2 separate regions of the Sorghum bicolor genome follow, and region 1 is linked to region 2. A link is a contact called in public HiCAR-type data. All regions are on one chromosome and are shown on one strand. Each heading gives the region's core, a stretch centred on a gene start, on an enhancer-like site or on the middle of the called end of the contact. The rest is flanking DNA. Distances are from core to core; before and after follow the strand shown.

Evidence for each region. HiCAR-type assays count read pairs that join an accessible place to other places.
Region 1: a contact with region 2 is called in a HiCAR-type map of leaf, with 2.2 times the contacts expected there. The contact joins the promoter of LOC8058563 here to the promoter of LOC8058562 in region 2. A contact is called at or near these places in 1 of 4 Hi-C or Micro-C datasets (leaf) and 1 of 1 datasets of contacts at active chromatin or transcription factors (leaf).

The regions. Positions count from the first base shown.
Region 1 is chr5:3,843,723-3,848,740 of Sorghum_bicolor_NCBIv3, reverse strand. It overlaps LOC8058563 (lysosomal Pro-X carboxypeptidase), which reads left to right and starts at 1,808. Exons shown (of 6, transcript XM_002450258.2): 1 at 1,808-2,629; 2 at 2,831-2,943; 3 at 3,108-3,615; 4 at 3,824-3,903; 5 at 4,053-4,102; 6 at 4,254-4,587. The coding sequence starts at 1,853. The coding sequence ends at 4,387.
Region 2 is chr5:3,808,382-3,813,326 of Sorghum_bicolor_NCBIv3, reverse strand. It overlaps LOC8058562 (cationic amino acid transporter 6, chloroplastic), which reads right to left and starts at 2,364. Exons shown (of 5, transcript XM_002448972.2): 1 at 1,856-2,364; 2 at 464-686. The coding sequence starts at 2,288.

The DNA.
Region 1 (5,018 bases), core at 559-3,058, 36 kb before region 2:
AATTCAAGCTAGAGGCAAACAATACAAAATAACATATTCTTCAGCATGAATGCATAAACAAGTTCCTAAACTTAGGATAAATTTTAATTTTGACCAAAAATATTTTATTCACTAGATTAAATGCCCACAAAAATTGCTTAAATAATTCTCATTAAATCCTATTACTTCAAAAGCAAATTTTTGGGTGTTACATCGGCTCTATTAGTAGCCATTTTTAGAGGAGCTATTTTAAAAAAGTCCACCTTAATTAATTATTAATTAATAGAGCCATATTGTATATCTTGATACAACCGCCTTTATAAATAATTATTTAACAGAGATAACCTATGTTTGTTTTTATTATAAACTAGGAGAATATCTCGCGCGTTGCTGTGGAAATTTTAGATAGTTTTTTTAAAAAAATAGACTATTTACATTTATAGTTATATGAATAAAATTATCTTAAATTAATTTTTTTGAATGGTTTGACACATCAATATGAACCAGCTAAATGCATGTTAGTAGATGAAGAGATGACTTATCATAATTATATGTGTTAGTTGATTATAATCACAAGTTTTAGTGGATTGATGATGTGGATAGCTTGTATGTTGAGAGAAATGTCTAATGGGGTTTAGTTTTATAAGAGTATAAAATAACGAAAAGAGGCTGGCGCTTGCCTAAAACCTGCCTGACATTTATAGAGACGTAACCGCCTCTATTAATCTAGAGCCCTGTCTCAAAAAAAAAAAAAGGTCAAAGAAGTTGGCAGATCCTCGTTGGTGGACTGAAATCAAGTTGGACTTGCGGGTCTGCTACCGTGGAACATGAGCGGGCCAAAAGCTGCACATCCGATGCATAATATGACTCGAAACAATGTATATGACTCGTATGAACTCATATTTACATAGTGGCATAAAGTTGTGTAGGTTGGAATTTAATAACTATACTAGAATCGTACCCATGTGTTGCAACGAAATATTACCTTTTCAGTGCCAACACAAAGTACTGGATTGATAGTCATTCGTGAGAAAGTACTGGGCAGCATTCTCACGCACGGATGAAATTGTTAACAGATTGGAAGGGGAATAGGCAGAATCAGGGGTAGGTGAAGCAAGAACTGCAACTTGGTTAGGAAGTAGATGAATTCATTAGATAACAAATTGTGTTTGCTATCTTCTTTTCCGTCACTCACTCGCAATTTATACAAGGCCGTTGGCCCGCGTGAAGCCACACAGACGCAGTTGTGGATGCCTCCGGCTCACGCCCACTATTGCCCGCTGAACCGCACACTTATGCGCCTGGCATGATCACCCCGTCGCACCTTGGCTGCGTGCTGGTTCGTGGTCACCGCGTCGGAATCGGCGTCGCTCCCGCTGGTGACCATGCACGTTCTGTCCCGATGCCTTGCCGATGCTGACAGAAATATATGCGCGTGGGGCAACGTATTCATTACCAAATTTCCAATTATTTGGTGGAAGAAATCGATGTGGATGTGGGGGGGAAGAGCACAGAGAGCCAGCTGCGTGATTATAGTATAGCTTTGCATTGCATGTGGGCATGCAACGTAGCAGGAGATGCGTTCTCCACTTCGCATGCGCCGCCACCATTCTTGACAGAGGCGGTTCGATGCAGCAGTTAGTTAACTACTGTATATCCCTTTACTAGCCAGATCCCCGCCTGGTCAAATCGGCAGTTAGTTAGTTCCAACTTCCAAGCACGTCAGTTACTATATATATATATATATATATATATATATATATATATATATATATATATATATATATATATATATATATATATAGTGGCAGTATTCTCTCCTATAGCAGATTGAGTACTCCAATTCTCCACAAGTCAATCAATCTGCAATATCATGGAGAGAGCCATCATCATCGCCGCCGTCTTCCTTCTCCTGTCACTCCAAACAGCCGCAACAGCAGCAGCAGCCGCCGGAGTGGGCCGCCGCCGTGTCACCAGGCGGCGGCCACCGCCGACGCTGGCCACCCGCCGCCACTACGCCACATCGCTGCAGGTACCGCGCGCAGGGGACGACGCCGCCTCCTCCTCCTCCTCCGTGCCGCCGGCGGTGCAGTACGAGACGCGGCGGTACACGCAGCGGCTGGACCACTTCAACTCGCTGCCTTCAAGCTACGCGACGTTCCAGCAGCGGTACCTCATCAACGACACGTTCTGGGGCGGCCGGAGCCGGACGGCGCCCATCTTCCTCTACGCCGGCAACGAGGGCGACATCGACCTGTTCACCAACAACACCGGGTTCATGTGGGAGGCCGCGCCGCGGTTCCGCGCCATGCTCGTCTTCGTCGAGCACCGCTACTACGGCGAGTCCATGCCGTTCGGCGGCACCAGGGAGGCCGCGTTCCGGGACGCCGCCACCAAGGGCTACCTCACCGTCACGCAGGCGCTCGCCGACTACGCCTCGTTCGTGCTCAGCCTCAAGGCCAACCTCAGCGTGCCGGCGGCGCCCGTCGTCGTCTTCGGCGGATCCTACGGCGGCATGCTGGCGGCGTGGATGCGCCTCAAGTATCCGCATGTTGTCATGGGCGCCGTCGCGTCGTCCGCGCCCATCCTTAGCTTCTATGGCATCGTCGATCCCTACGCGTTCTACGACCGCATCAACGACGACTACAAGGTATGCACTCAAGTGTGTGTGTGTCTCTCTCTCTATCTCTCTCTCTCATATATATATATATATATATATATATATATATATATATATATATATATATATATATATATATATATATATATACACGCGCGCGCGCGCGCGCGCGAAATTTGCATGCACCATTGATTCATGTTCTTGTTTTATTTAATAATTGTGTGCGATTAGAGCGAGAGCAAGAACTGCTACGACGTGCTTCGGAAGTCGTGGGACGTGCTCGACGATGCGCTCGCAACCAAGGAAGGCCAGGCACAGCTGAGACGTACATTCAACATGTGCAAGTGAGTGTGTGCTCAAAACTAATCAAGCAAGAATTTTGCACGAATTTCATACAAAACAACACTGGATTAATTCCGATCAAATTGATGAAATTATTATACGATCGATATCGATCTGTCTGCTGATGATCACGCATCTATACACACATCGATCCATGCATATGCAGTGGAAGCAGCGTGTGGGACATCCCGTCTCTACTGGAGAACGCGATGGTGGAGGCGGCGATGACAGACTACCCGACGACGTCGGGGTTCCTGACGCCGCTGCCGGCGTACCCAGTCCGCGCGATGTGCCGCGCCATCGACGCCCGCCACCAGCAGGCGGCGGCGTCGACCTCCACCTCCGGCTCCGGCAACGACGACGGCAACAACAGCAGCAGCAGCACGGCCCTGCTGCTGCTGTCCGAGCAGGTCCGGGACGCCATGAACGTGTACTACAACCACACGGGCGGCGCGGCGTGCTTCCGCGCCGAGGAGGACGACGACCCCTACGGCCTGTACGACGGGTGGAACTGGCAGGCGTGCACGGAGGTGATGGTGATGGCGTACGGCGTCCGCGATGGCACCGTGCTGCAGCCGGCGCCCTTCAACTTCACCGAGGTCGTCGACGACTGCCGGAACGTCACCGGGCTGCCGCCCCGACCGTTCTGGATCGAGACCGAGTTCGGCGGATACGTAAGTGGCGGCGCGGCGGCGGCGGCGGCGGCGGGATTCCTAGTTTATTTCCTACTGGGCTGGGCCGTCTATTGGGCTGGGCTCAATTGCTGGTCGCTGGAAATGGCGGGCTCGATGCATGATGATTGGGCTGGTTTTGGGCTTGTTGGGATTTCTTTACTTTTTGTCAAAAAAAAAATTCGTAAAAAAATGGTTTTCTCTGTTTCAGGATATTGCGAATGTTCTGAAGAAATCTGCTAGTAATATCATCTTCTTCAACGGGCTGCGGGATCCGTGGAGCACTGGAGGGTAATATGGGCCGAATTTTTTTTCCAGCTTAAAAATGGATTCAAAGAAAATTTGCCGAGGAAAATATATATGGCTCGGTCAAGCTTAGTAAACTGTCATAAAAAAGCAGACGTGTTTACATTTTTGTTTTTACTTTTGGCTACTCACAGCGTACTGAAGAGCATCTCTGACAGCATCATTGCGTTGGTGGAGCCCAAAGGTCAGTGAGCAATTTTTATTGACAACTTCTTGTCTTCCCTGTAATATATTCCACCATGCATGCATGTATATATTTTGTCTGTCTAGTTAAGATAAACTTCTGTTTTGTCTGTCTAAGATAAACTTGTTTAAAACATATGGTGTACATGCAGGGGCACACCACGTGGATTTGAGATTCTCGAGCAAGGAGGACCCAGAGTGGCTGAAGAAGGTGCGGGTGAAGGAGACGAGGATCATAGCGCGCTGGCTCAAGCAATACTACAGTGACGAGGGCATTGCAACCTGAAGAAGCTTTTTATTGTTTTCTTTTTCCTCAATCAGCTCCTCGTGTTCTTTGATAGATTAATTATTACTGTCACGTAGACTAGTAGATTAGGCAGGCTAGTCATCCAGATGCATATAATCTCGTTTTAGTTTGCTATATAGGTGGTTTATTTCTCAGACTGTCATATCGGATCAAGAGCCATTAATAGATTTGCAGAGAAATAACACATGCATCTTCCAATGCAAAGTATCAGGGCACTCACAATGCAGACTCTATCATAGAGTCTAAAGTTATTTATTACCTTGAACAATGTGGACTTAGAGTCTAAATAAGACTTGGAGTCTTATTTTTTCTACCACTTTCTTCAATAAATATGCTGCCACATCAGCAAAATACCATAAATAACATGTAATTAATTGTCTTGGACTCTGTGATAGAGTCTTGTATTGTGAGTGCCCTCATGATATCATGTTGTTTGGGTGTCTAAGACGACACGACTTAGAGGCCCCTGTTTGGTAGATTGGTCAGAAACAGCGTTGCTTAAAAAAGTTAGGAAGTTTCTGTTTGCAAGCATGCAGACGCCACATCTGGATGAAAGTTGTTATCTCTTTTGCCATAGAGACACGTGGGATCTCACACGCAAAGTCACAAG
Region 2 (4,945 bases), core at 1,115-3,614:
ATAGAACCGGAGATGCGAATCGGTTCCACTTGCTCTGAACAAGATCACAACTGAACTGGTTTCAGATTAGAGCAGAGCAAGCAATGAAACCAGCAACAAAACCACCAGATGCACCTACACCAGTGAGGTGATGAACAATTGGACGAGAAAAGATATACTATTACAATCTGGCAAAAATTGGATCAAATTGTCCATAATGGATACTAAAATATTTGAACTGAAGTTTGGACTCTGTGCAGGAAAGGACCAAAAAGTTCTGTTACAGCAAGTGCAGAACAGACAAGACTGAGAACCAAGAGAAAAGACAAGTACAATGACACTTGTAGGCAAAACCTTTTTCCGTAGCAAAATATTTCTTTTGAGAGAAAAAAAACAAAAAAAAGGTAAATGAAATGACACACCCCAGGCATTGACCTCTGACTACACAGGTAAGTAACAGTAGTCAACATAGTAACGGACGGACCTGTAGCAGATGCAGACGGAGAGCAGGAGGATGACGCCGACGGCGACAAGGTCCACCTGGTTGAACCCTTCGGGCAGGCCCGGCACTGGGATCCGCCACTTGCTGGGCGCGTCCACGCCGACCGCCGTGCCCAGGTACGCCGTGAAGCTGCGCGCCACGGCGGCGTTGGAGAAGACGTACTCCATGATCAGGTTCGCCCCCGTCAGGAACGCCGCGAACTCCCCTGCATGCCATGGCAAACCACACAGCAGGTTCTTTCTTGGTCATGGACTGGACTGGACTGAAGAAACATGCATGATGCACGCATATACTAACTACTGTAGTATTAGCAGCAGGAGCAGTCGCTGTCCATTGTTGCTAGCTACATGGATGGAGTGCAGAGAGTGGCATCCAAATTAAGGACAGGGCAGTTTTTCATAGTGGTTGTGGAAAACGAGTGGCATATATGGCTGCATCTAGCTCTTTCTTGGAAGGAAGTCCAGGTCCCATGAGGGGAGGGACCAAAAGGGCGAACCTCCCGCTGAAGATTGCTGAAAGGGACCTCCAGGCTCCAGCATTATTTGGATATGGATGTTTGTGTGAGTCACTCATAAAAATTGTTGAGTCGCAATCAAACTTTTTCATTCCTCTGTTGTTCATGCTGGTGTTTCTGATAATCTCAATGGGGAAAAATTGGTCTAGAGAAAGTTGGTCTTCTTTAGATAGATTCTATAAATGTAGAGAAACTCTGAAGAGAGAGAACCAAAAACAGTGTCAACAATCAAGGACTCCCTCCATCACGAAATAAACATATTTCTAGCTATGTGTCTAGACAAACGTTTGTCTAAGTGCATAGCTAGAAATGTATTTATTCTAGGACGGAGAGGTAGTATACGGTGTCGGAGATAGAAAATCACTCTAGTTTTTTTAACATTTAACAAAAAAGAAAAGAGACGTCCAAAGAATCAACAGGGACAGCTCAAGGATACTTTAAGGTGGCTTCACTCATACACATGAGACATGAATACTTGTACTATATACAGGAGTAGTTTTTATTTGGCAACTTGACGAGCTGAAAGCAGAGAGCAGAGAGCACGTATGCACTTGGCTGAGATAACCATCAAATATTTAATGAGAAAACAAAACCATCCTTCTCAACTAACGTATGATCAGTCCAGCATATGTCGTCAGTCTCGGTCCCCAATGCCGTAAATCGCACGAACAGGATCGAACCCAGACGAAATCGAGCGACTATAAAAAAACAAAAACTCCCATCCAGCTGATCAATGGATCGATCGGAAATGCCAAAGCCCAGCCAAGGTTTTTAATTCCGGCGAGTACGACATCGCCAAAAGTGGCTCTGCAACGGCGGCGGCGGTACGGTAGTGCGGCTCAGTATACGTGCTCACTCACCGAAGGTGACGCGGAGGTAGCTGAAGGCGCCGCCGGCGACGGGCATGTCGACGGCGAATTCGGTGTAGCAGAAGGCGGAGAGCAGCGCGCAGAGCCCCGCAATGGCGTAGGACACGACGAGCCCTGGCCCCGCGTAGAGCCGCGCGGCGCGGCCCGTGGTGACGAACACCCCGGCGCCGACCATGCCGCCGAGCCCCAGCCCGACGAGGTCCCACCACCGCAGAGCGCGCGCCATCCGGGTGCCCGACCGCGCCCGCACGCGGCTCATCTCCTCGTGCGGCGCCGTGGCCGCGCACGCGCGCCGCGCCAGCCGACGCGGCGTCTGCGCCAGCGCCCGCCCGTACGCGCGCAGCCCCGAGAACGACGACGACGAGCCGCCGCCCGCGGGACCGACGTCGTCGGTGCTCTCGGACACCAGCGCGGCCTTGTCCATGGCGGCGGGCGGCGGTTGCTCCGGGATTCGGGGAGCGGGAGGGACGGACGGGATCACGGGACGGGAGGAGGCGAGGATAGTGGGGAGTGGAAGGACAAGGACTGGAGGCCGCGCGCGGTATTTAAATAGGCGGAGGAGGGCGTGGCGGTTTGGTGGTATTTTCTCGTGTGGCTAGCTCGCTGGGAAGGGCATCTCCGGTAATAAATAAATAAAACAGTAAATGCAGCAGTACCATATACGAGATCTGCGTGTATTTTTTATATATATATTAGGAGCAACTCAAACAATTTACTAAGGCCCTATTTAAATGTATCCAAACAGCCAAAAATTTTGGAAAAATAAGCATATTATAGAAGAATGGATCTAAACAGGGGCTGTAAAGATTTGAAATTTGGGACCTTAGAGCTCTAAAAGTAAATTTGCTTAGGGACCCGTGTCTTGTGTGTTGTAGACAAAAAAAATTTGGAAAGCAGAGCATCTTCAAGGGTTTTGTATTTGGACTTTGCATTATTATAATTTGCCAAAAATCACAAAAAGAGATATCCAATGGTTTTGTATTTGGAGTTTGCATTTTGGGCAACTTGGTAATGAGAGAGCAAACTTGGCATATATGCCAAGCCGCGCACGGCTTGGTAAAAGGACAATCGCGCGCGACTCCTGGTCCCCCGCGCAACCCGGACTTTTCTTCGCGCCATATATGGTCCATCGATCACGAGCAACACCATCGTCGTTGTTCGCTGCAGAACTCGCGAGGGACTCCATCGCGACAGAAAAACCACGAGCGTCACTTGCAACGAGTCTGATACGAGTTGTTGCGGCGGCACCTGCAACGAGCGGTGGGGAGCAGAAAGAATTGGCGGCGCAACCTATGAGGAAAAAGCGAGAACCGACGACGACTTTACGCACGTGAAGGAAAGTCGCACTCAAAGATGATCGCGAGCGCACGCGAAGGAAAAAAAATCACGGCCATGTCCACTTTGGCTAATTGCCAACTCAATTATGCAAAACCCTTAGAGATTGCCTATTTTTAGACATTGCATTTTGTTTTGGGAGTTTGTAAACAACAACAAATGACAACTCAATTATGCAAAACCCTTAGAGATGCTCATGATTTGGAATGTAAAGTTTATAGCCAAAAGTTTTGGATGTAAAGATTTAATTTGGGATCTATAGTTTCTATAATTTCTGTAGACATTAATTGTAGTGCCACTTAAGCATTTTGCTTATGTGGTAAGGTAGTTATTGAAGAGAGAGAGCAAAAAACATGGAAACCGAGTCTAAGTTAGAAACTATGTCTACACGAGAACCAAGATATGAAGTAATATGATTGGTCAACAATGGAGAGAGAATGAATGTGATTGGATATAAAATTATTGTGTAGAAACTATCCATTGGGACCATAATTTTATATGTAGTATCTATAGAAATTAATAGGTATAGAAACCATATATAGTTTCTAGCATTGGAACTACTCTAATATATACTTCTTGAGTTGTTCTAAGTCAAAATTTTAATACTTTGACTGAATTTTTAGAAAAAATACTAAGATTTATAGTACTAAATTCATACATTTAGATTTATGATATAATATATTTTCATAACATACTCATTTTATATCACAAATATTAATATTGTTTTTTATAAAATTGATCAAAGTTAAAAAAATGACTGACATGGATTCTAAGTCTTTTAGGCCTTGTTTAATGGGAAAAGATTTTAGATTTTGTTACTGTAGCATTTTCGTTTGTTTGTGGCAAATATTATCCAATTATAGAATAACTAGGATTAAAAGATTCGTCTCGTGATTTACAGGTAAACTGTGTAATTCGTTTTTATTTTCGTCTATATTTAATGTTTTATGCATGTGTCGAAAGATTCAATGTGACGAAGAATTTTGAAATTTTTTTGATTTTCAGGGTAAACTAAACAGAAACGAGAAGAAGTAACTATTACTATGAGTGGATCTGAATAGTTAAATAGTACTATATATCACGGGTTCCTATCTTTGCTTTTGTTGCTGAGAGCGATTAAATGTCCGATATTCAGTCGCTATATAAGATATTATATCTGATAGGGATAATACGGGGATTGATAATCTGATATATCCTTTCTGCGCATCGGTAGTAACTTCTGTCAGAGACAAGCACACGTACGCGTGATGGGCTGATCCGCTGATGGCTAGTTAGGCCTTGTTTAGTTCCCGAAAAAAATTCGGATTTCGGCACTGTAGCATTTTCATTTTTATTTGACAAACATTATTCAATCATAGATTAATAACTAGGCTCAAAAGATTTATCTCGTGATTTACAGGCAAACTGTCCAATTAGTTTTTATTTTCATCTTATATCTAATGCTTCATGCATGTGCTCCAAGATTTGATGTGACGGGAAATCTTAAAAAGTTTTTGGTTTTCAGACCCTAGTGATGTTTTATGGCCCGAGAGGGGCTACATTTAATCTGGTCTCGTCCTATATTCAAGATCTAAGAATCTTGTTTGCAAAAAAAAAAAAAAAAAACTGACAAGGTGATTAGCATAAAATGTGCGTCTATGCCTTTTTTTCTTAGTTTTTGCATAGCTTTTACGGTTAGTGCGTGGTTGGCATTTCCAAGCCATGCAAGTCTATGCCTTTTTTTTCTTAGTTTTTGCATAGCTTTTA